Linked DNA regions of Mus musculus: all the other regions are linked to region 2. A link is a contact called in public HiChIP or PLAC-seq and promoter capture Hi-C data. All regions are on one chromosome and are shown on one strand. The core of a region is the stretch at or near the end of the contact, and the rest is flanking DNA. Distances in the headings are between cores, read along the strand shown. Region 1 holds the start of Bzw2 (basic leucine zipper and W2 domains 2). Region 2 holds the start of Etv1 (ets variant 1). Region 3 holds the start of Immp2l (IMP2 inner mitochondrial membrane peptidase-like (S. cerevisiae)).

What was found. HiChIP or PLAC-seq counts read pairs in DNA pulled down with a chosen protein or histone mark. Capture Hi-C pulls out chosen DNA fragments and counts their contacts.
Region 1: an H3K4me3 HiChIP or PLAC-seq map of stem cell-derived neural progenitor cells shows a contact between it and region 2, with 2.9 times the contacts expected there. The contact joins the promoter of Bzw2 here to the promoter of Etv1 in region 2. A contact is called at or near these places in 2 of 115 datasets of contacts at active chromatin or transcription factors (astrocytes and stem cell-derived neural progenitor cells).
Region 3: a promoter capture Hi-C map of liver shows a contact between it and region 2. The contact joins the promoter of Immp2l here to the promoter of Etv1 in region 2. A contact is called at or near these places in 1 of 39 promoter capture datasets (pre-B cells) and 1 of 9 other capture datasets (liver).

Annotation. Positions count from the first base shown.
Region 1 is chr12:36,155,410-36,158,109 of GRCm38.p6, reverse strand. It overlaps Bzw2 (basic leucine zipper and W2 domains 2), which reads left to right and starts at 1,285. Exons shown (of 12, transcript NM_025840.3): 1 at 1,285-1,442. Ankmy2 (ankyrin repeat and MYND domain containing 2) reads right to left here and starts at 986. Exons shown (of 10, transcript NM_146033.3): 1 at 687-986. The coding sequence starts at 753.
Region 2 is chr12:38,778,740-38,781,439 of GRCm38.p6, reverse strand. It overlaps Etv1 (ets variant 1), which reads right to left and starts at 1,358. Exons shown (of 13, transcript NM_007960.5): 1 at 1,019-1,358; 2 at 461-592. The coding sequence starts at 505.
Region 3 is chr12:41,022,733-41,025,432 of GRCm38.p6, reverse strand. It overlaps Immp2l (IMP2 inner mitochondrial membrane peptidase-like (S. cerevisiae)), which reads right to left and starts at 1,343. Exons shown (of 7, transcript NM_053122.4): 1 at 1,288-1,343; 2 at 800-872.

The sequences.
Region 1 (2,700 bases), core at 36-2,535, 2.6 Mb after region 2:
TGCACAGAGGAGGCGTGGCTCGAATCCACAAAGTGGACTGGGAAGCACCAAGGAGCTCAACAAGATCACTTGAGGTCTAACATCGGACCAAGGTCAGTCGTGTCTGTGGGTGCCTGCGCCGACCTGGGCTACAGGAAGCCAGCCACAGAAGGCCTTGATGCAGAAAGCTCAGGGCGGAACATGCAGAGCGAGTTCTGTGCCCTTATAAAGAACCCCTGTTGCTGAAAGCTCCCTCCACCCGCAGCAGGGGCGGGGATCTGCAAGGGATCCAGATCCTTAAGCCTCCGGAAGTCGAAAGGGCCCTTTATACACCCGACTTGGAGCCTAGAACTACCAGGCCACTGCGGTCTTGACTGATTACGGTCAAAACATCCAATGAGCTGGCAAGCATGCATACGCAAAGACAGGCGCCCAGGGCCACGCGTGACTGTCTAAGATGTGTAGTGACAGTCGGTCGATTTCCAAAAAGCTGATTTAGAGGTCTAAGCTCGGCAACCTAGATCTGATGGCCTCAATTTTTCTGCCTCCCATCTCCCCGCCCCTGCAATCGGTCCCCAGACAGAGACAGAAAGGCTTTTTCCGGATTGCAAGTTGCCCAAGGTCCTCCGGGCCTAGGGCGCGCTCCAGGCTCCTCAATGCCCTGAGACCAGGTGTGCAGCACCCGGATACCAACCCTGCACCCGTACCTTTCCCGATCACTTCCAGCAGTTCCTTTTCCTCCTGGGTCAGCTCGCCTTTCTTTATGTGACCCATCGTTCCCGCCAGCTTGACGCTTATTCTATTTCTTTGGAAAGGTTTTTTAAAAAAACAAGAGACGTGTATGCGTCGTGGAAGACCGCCACAGCAAGGCAACTCGAGGCCGGAGCAGCAGCCCAGTGAAGTGGCAGAGTCGCTAGGGTCTCACGGCTGGGGGCTGGCGGGTGCGGCGAGCTTGAGCGAGCCGGGCTGGCGCTCTCCACAAGTCCCGCCCCCGCGCCTCAATGGCCAGGTCGGGAGGAGGAGCTGCAAGAGGCAGCAAGCGACTCCAATTGGAGCAACCTACGAGGTCCAAACCAAAAGGAGACATTTGGAAGGGGATTCAATACATCTTCTAGGTTTCCTATTCCCATGATAACCTATTAAGAAGTACAGGGACACAGGGTTCCTTGGATTCTAAGGATAGAAGTTCTCTGCCTGGTAGTGACTTCTGTGGGCACGTGCGGAGGCATTGGGATGCAGCTAGACGGGCTGCACTGCCCCTAAGAGTGGCGCGGTTCGGGCAAGGGGCGGGGATAGGGCGGGGCCGGGGCAGGAGGCGGAGCTACACCGGGTTCTGTGTGTCTGTGTCAATGTGTCTGTCCTTCACTCCTCCATTGTCTGCCTCAGCCACTGCCGCCGCCACTGCTGCTGCAGGATCCGCCGCAGCCACCAGTCTCGCGCGTCGTCGCTCCCTCCTTGGACAGGTAAGAGGTGATCAGGTGGGGCGGCGGGAGCCTGAGAGTTGAGCGAGCAGTGACCGCCTCCGAGCCAAGGGGTCCCAGCGGGCTGGAGCTGGCGTGGAGGAAGCATGTGCCACCTGGGGCGGTTGCCTTCCTCTTCATAGAGGAGCCCCCGCGCCGCGCCATCATCCATGCACGTACTGTGTATTAGTGCCTCTCGAGCGAGACCTAGACCTCGCTACGTTTGTCCGCCCCAAGAGCTCCGGGGACCGCGGGCCGGCCGTAAGCTGGCCACGCGGTGAAAGTGGCGGGTGCACATGGTCTCGTGCGTGGCGATCCCCGGGGAGGCCCACTGCCGGGAGGTGAGGGGAACACCCCATGACCAGCGACACTGGGAGAGGCTCGGAGAAGGTAAATTTCTTTTTGCAAACCTAGCCCTCCCCAGTACTTGTCTGTCATTTCTTGCCCTCTGTGGAAGCCATGGAACCTGGACCTGTGGTGTTCGCTAAGGATATTTAGAAGCGACTTACAACTGCTCTGATACTTTGTTGGGGTGTGGGGGTCTTTTTTGCTCTGAGAGAGCTGCCTGTCTTTATAACTCAGGTTTGGGGATTTATGGAACTAGGGAGGGTAGGCTGGAGAGGGCGGGGATTAAATTGGTGTTGCTGTCTATATATAGCCTTAGATTAGTTTCTTAATCCAGCCTTCATTCAACTGTGGTGTGGCTCCTGGAGCGTCCACCGTAGGTAGATAAGAGGTGAATATCGTGTGTACCTTTCTGTGCCTCCGATGCAAGGTACGCTTAAGAAAATATTCAATCATTCCTCCAAGATGCTTATCTGTAGCGTTCTACAGCGTCAATCACTGCTTCTTCGGAAATGACTGTTTAGTTTTGCTGTTGTTTCTCAACAGACTGGTATTGATGTTTCCGTTAAAACACAATTGTGCTAGGGAGAAATACTTGAATAATCATGTAGGTGGTTTTTATTAAGTAGCCCCAGGATCGCTCTTTCATTCCACGGTGCCAAGAATGATGTGAAATGCCTTTTCCTGTGGCCCCTCTACCTCGTTTTGCTCAAAGCGCGTACTAGCACTTCAGAGACCCACAGATGACGTTCCCTATCTCTTATCTTTAACCAAAATCTTTTCTAAACTCCCGCTGCCCATCCCCCAACAGCCACCGACAGACATGAGCTTCAGCTTGGGGAGGGAGGAGCAGATAGATTCTCCCATGAAAATGGTTGGTAATTATTCATCTCAATATATAACAAAGAAACTTTTG
Region 2 (2,700 bases), core at 109-2,608:
TTCTCTCAGACAGCACCCCCACCCGTAATAAGAGAAGCCAAAGGAAAACTGGGAAAAGTGAGAAAATGAGAGGGGAGGGGGAAGACCCCCCCCAAGACACCCCATGTAAACACAAAATTGTCAGCATTTGTCTCAACTTCGTTCTTTTCAATGTGGCAGATAAACCCAGCCACAAACTTTGAGTGCAGCTGTTGCTGCCCTCCGTCTCCTCTTGCACTCATCGTGGACATATTAACCAGAAGAAGAGGTCTTAAAACAAAACTATGCCTTATCCGAATCACTCAAAGGTAAGCTCATTTTGTAGATAGGGCTTCTAGAAGCAGAGTCGCCCTACAGTGGCAACAAAGCAGATAAAGTGTCTGCAGTCCCAACCCCCTGCCCCCTCCCTTCGCATCTCTCGCTCTCCCCACCCCCGTCCAAGTCAAGTTTATAAACAGCAACTTTCGAACTGATCACTCACGTTGGTGACCACGTAAGGCACTTGCTGGTCATAAAATCCATCCATTCTGCTCCTCTTCGCAAATATTAGCTCAGTGTTTTATATTTTGAGCATTTAGCTGGAGATTTCCTCGGGATCTGGACTTCTATCAACCTAGAGGGGAACAAGATGGCTTTTAGGCTTAAAAAAAAAAAAATCATGAATGAAGCTCTTGCATTTGCATAGCTAATTACCCTCGACAGCCCCATTCACAAAAATAACCCTCCCCTACGCCGCCTTCTTCACCTGGATCCAAAGAGAGCCAAGAGAGTTCACAATTTACATACTTTCGGTCGTATCAAAAATCCTAACAAGAGGCAATGTATTTATTTACACTCTGGATGCTCCCTGCTCGGTCAGTGTACCCCAGGCGGCTCTGATTCGCAAACGTGGGCAAAACTAGCAATGGCGATCAACGAGACTTGCTTTTCACCTAACGGGACTAAAGAGACGGAGCTACCTCTTTCATAAGAATAGTTTTTGCAACCCACAACCATGCAATTATCTGGAGAGACATAAAAAGTTGTTGGAAATACCCACCTGAAGGCCACGCTAGGCGAACGGCTGCAAAAAATTCCCTCCAAATTTAATAAAAACATTAATTATTGCCCAGCACTTCCCCTTGGAAGCCGAAAGCGCCTCTGACAGAGCTGAATTCGGTGGTTTTTCCTCTACTTCTCCTCCAGGGGCCTCCAATCCAAACTGATGGATCGCTGCCTCCCATTGGCTCCACGTCTCTTTCACAAGATCAGATTTCGGGCTGTCAATCAGGCAGCTTTCGGCCCCTTCCCTTGGGTCTCCTGCGCCCCTATGCCTTTGCGACCACTCTGGGAGAAGTCGCAGGGTCCGCACCCAGGAAAAGCCACCGAGGGAAACTACTTCCTTCCTAACTCGCTGTTTTTGTTAAAACCGGAGGGATACTGAAACCTAGTGTATCGAGTCAACCAGTTCTCATTCCTAGCGTTGTTTGGTCCATTATTATGTCCTTAAAGCACTGTCGTAGAGGTTGGGGTACAGATCGAGTGTCCACAATCCCTTTTCTCTACCTTTGACCCGGAGTCCACCCACCACACGCTCCAGCCTTGCTCCTCAGAAGCTTTCGGTCCAAGCTATTTTTTTTCTCCATTTTCAACACTGTAATAGGGCTTATAAGATTTTTTTTAATACATCTTCAACAAAAATGATCTCCTTTCGTCCGTTGGACATGAAAATATTGTAAGGAAAGCAAGCGGGAGAAGCTGCTTCTAAGGAGAGGTGGCGCTGGAAGAGAGGATCCGGAGGAGTACGTAGCAGAGTGGGCGAGGAAAGTATAAAAATCAGATTCATCCTGGAGAGTGCTGAGAGGGAAAAAAACCTCCAGTGGCCACAGAGGGGTGGGGGAGGACTTGGTAGTTCAGATGCCCCCCTCCCGCACCCCTCCCCCGTCCCCGCCGTTTCCGGAGCTTTTGTTATGTATACAGAGAGGCGGAGGGTGTCACTTACTGTACTTGAAGATTTCACTTCCTCCACCAAGAAGTGGGGGAAGAGCAGGGAGGGCTCGGGTTACAAGGACAATGATGGGACCTTTGGAAGCGAGAATCTCTCTGAAGCTGCCTGCCCACAGAGCTTAGTTCTGATGTGTCCCCTTTGCAGCCGCTGCCCTACCAAGAATTGGAAGCCAGGGAGGAGTGGGGCCGGGGCTTTACGGTGCTAAAAGTCACTTGAGACCCTGGCGGGGACCAGAGCTGGGGACTAAAGGACTTTTCCAGCAGCTGTTTAGCCCCGTTGAGCAATGTGCTGCAGTTCTCAATTTCTATTTGAAAGTTTCTTCCCTTAAATGGAACATGGTGGAAACATCAAAATGGGAGCGTGCGCGCCTGGTACTCCGGACCCGCCGAGAAAGAGCGTAGTTTATGACAAAACCACTCTGCGCTTCACCAAGGGAAAAGTGTAGTCTTCCAGGGCACACACAATGCTTGCCCCAAGCCTAGTCAGGGCGCCGCGCGCGTCCTCTTTGAGAGAGGACAGTATCAGAGCCCGGGCGAGGGGTGCGTTCGAACGCTACTAGACTTTGTGAGGGTGCAACCCGAAGAGGGGAGCACAGCGTGGGTAACCCGCCAGTCTGCAAACCCCAGACAAGGCGGTAACAGTTTCCAAAGCCTTTCTGTGAGGCCAGAGCGGGACAGGTATCCAGAGCAACCGGGAGAGGGCGGAGCTTCTCGAAAGGCCCCGGGAGCTTGTCC
Region 3 (2,700 bases), core at 94-2,593, 2.2 Mb before region 2:
CCTCTCAAGGAAGTCAGGTTCATATGTGGCATGTGCCAGGATGGGCACTGAGGGTAAGTCTAGCTTTCTCTCGGGGGTAAACAAGCCTGTGGCTTGCTGTTCTTGCTTATAGCTAACCTGTGTTTTAAGTAAAAGTTGGCGGAGATGAATGTAAAACTGGAGGGTTTCGAACCTGAAAGGAACTGTGTTTCCTATCACCAGACAGAGACTAGGAGAAGGGCAAGTCTTAGGGAGGAACCAATGAAGAGAGATGATAACTTGAAATCAGTCAACTTCCCAGGACTTCAGCTTTTCAGAAAAGCACCTCAATGCCTGAGATAGGACCTCCCCCAATTCCTCTGTAATTCTGAAAGACCTGAGAACTAGAAGTATATGAAATTGCCTGTATGTGGCCCCATGTGCGTTCCCCCACTGTTGAGATTTTAAAATGTAAGGTCCCCGGAGGGATAACTGCCAAGCAGAGCCAAGATTACCTAGGGCCCTACTGTGTCAGGAACTACTGAATGCTACCTAGGAAGACAGGGGACCTGAGAGGAACTATAGCATCAATGTGCCAGGTTAAAGAGGGTCTGAAAGGAAATGAGTTTTCTCTCAGGTGTCTAAAACGCTGCTAAACTTCCAGTCGGCTCTACGGGCTTCTGGAACCTGAAGAAAGGCTTGATCTTGGGACAAGTGACCTTTGAAGGTGGGTTATCCAGTTCCTGATAAAAAGTGGAATTTGGACCCAAGTTGCCTAGGGTAGTTTCCCCACTCGAAAAAGAGTCCTGGCACCTTCCGCCCCTGAGCAATACTTACTTACCCTTTCTCCCGCTCTTCCTCGGTGAGAAGGGGTAAGTGGTAATATTGTACCCTCGCCCAATTTGGCCAAAATCCTAAAAGTAAAAATGACAGAGACAGGTCCTTTAAAATCCCGTGGCTCCAGCCTGAGCAGCTCCCACAAGCTGCTCACCACCCCAGGAGCAGCGCTCCCTCCCGGCCGCTCTGTGGGTCCCCCAGGGCGGGGAGAAGAGGTCGGCTACCCGCCCGGATCGGGGTTCGGGTTCCCTAACTGAGGGAGACAAGAGGACGAACTGAGGGGACAGCCGCGCGGCCTCACTGGAACACGCGCACGCACGCATGCTCGCTACCATCGCGCGGATAGCGGCCGAGCGGCTCCCCACCTCCCAGCAACGCCCACTCGACGGAGGAGAAGCCGGAGATAAGAGACCCTGCCGGGGACACAGAGGGTCTGCTTAAGCCCACCCGCGTGCCAAGCCGCCCGGACCCGCCGCCCCATTCCCCGCGCACCCGCTGCGCAGCTCAACCCAGGGGAAGTCCCCGCGGCACGCTCCGCCCTCCGCCGCGGCACGCCCCGCCCTCCGCCGCCGCTCGCCCCGCCCTTTGCCGCCGCTCGCCCAGACCCGACCCCCAGCTGGGCGGCAGCCGGAGACTCCGCCTACTACTACGGAAGTCCCGCCCCCGAAACGCGGCTCAAGGTGGATCCGCAGCCAGAATTGGGTTTACGTCAGATCAGGGGGCGGTACTGACCGTCTAGAGGTTCCAAGTGTTAGAAGCCTTAGGTCTAAGCCCTAGGTCGAAGCCTGGCATGGCTAAGAGGGCAAGGAAAAGCAGCAAGTTATCAGAAGCTATCTTCAGCTTCTTCCCTTAGACCAGGAACCCAGACTGGACTTCTTGTGTTGTTCTGTGGTTTTGTTATTGTTTTGTTTGCACATGGGTAACTTCGGGTTTGCTTCCTCTAGCAAGCCAAAAGAAAAAAATCCAGAACTTTTTTTTTTTTTTTTTTTTTTTTTGCTTCAGAGAAACTAGGGTTGTTTTTTTTAATATACTTAAGCTTTTGCTCGTTAATTGTAAAAAATCTTAACTGTGTAATTACAACCTAGAAAAACACTGTAACTAACAGAATATAGACAACAAAATTAATTTGCTTTTTCTAGCCCTCCTCAGTTGTATCTTTATCTTTTCTTGCTTTACCCTTTTAGATAATGCTGAACTATCATTCTCAAGTTTACATAGCGCATAATGTTCTGACACTCAGCATTCAAAATTAACTCTAAAGATGGGAGAGTGTAAGAGACTTAAATGGAGCCGAGCAGTGGTTGCACGTACCTTTAGTCATCACAGCACTGCTAAGGCAGAGGCAGGTGAAGCCAGCCTGCTAGCCTGATCTACAGAGCTAGTTCCAGGACAGCCAGGCCTACACAGAGTAAACCTCTCTCAAAAAAAAAGGGGCGGGGGGGGGGGAGAAGGGGGAAGACTTTAATGGGTTGATAGGCTGATAGTTAATAATTACAAAAGTCTGCCAAAGAAACATGATTGCTCTCCTGTATAGGATGTAGGTACAGTTATTCTTATCTAAAATATTTACTGCGAGGTAAGTTTGATTCTACCAGTGCTTTATCTTGGAGGCCGCCCCTGATGACAGAGCCTATTTACAAATTGGATTGGGCCCTAACAGTAAAGAGACTCCAAATTAAATAGATGTTTGTTCCAGTGAAGAACCAACAGTATGGGATGGCATGAACATACATAAACATCAAAGTTTCTAGAATCCATACAACCTAATCTAGGCCTAGAATATTTTCAGCATCCAAGATTTACTGCAGAATAAACTCACTATTTCTGGTTCTTTCTGAGCGATGGCTGGATGATTCAACTCAGCTGTTCTGGCTCAATTCTTCTCAATGGAAAATGATTCAGTCT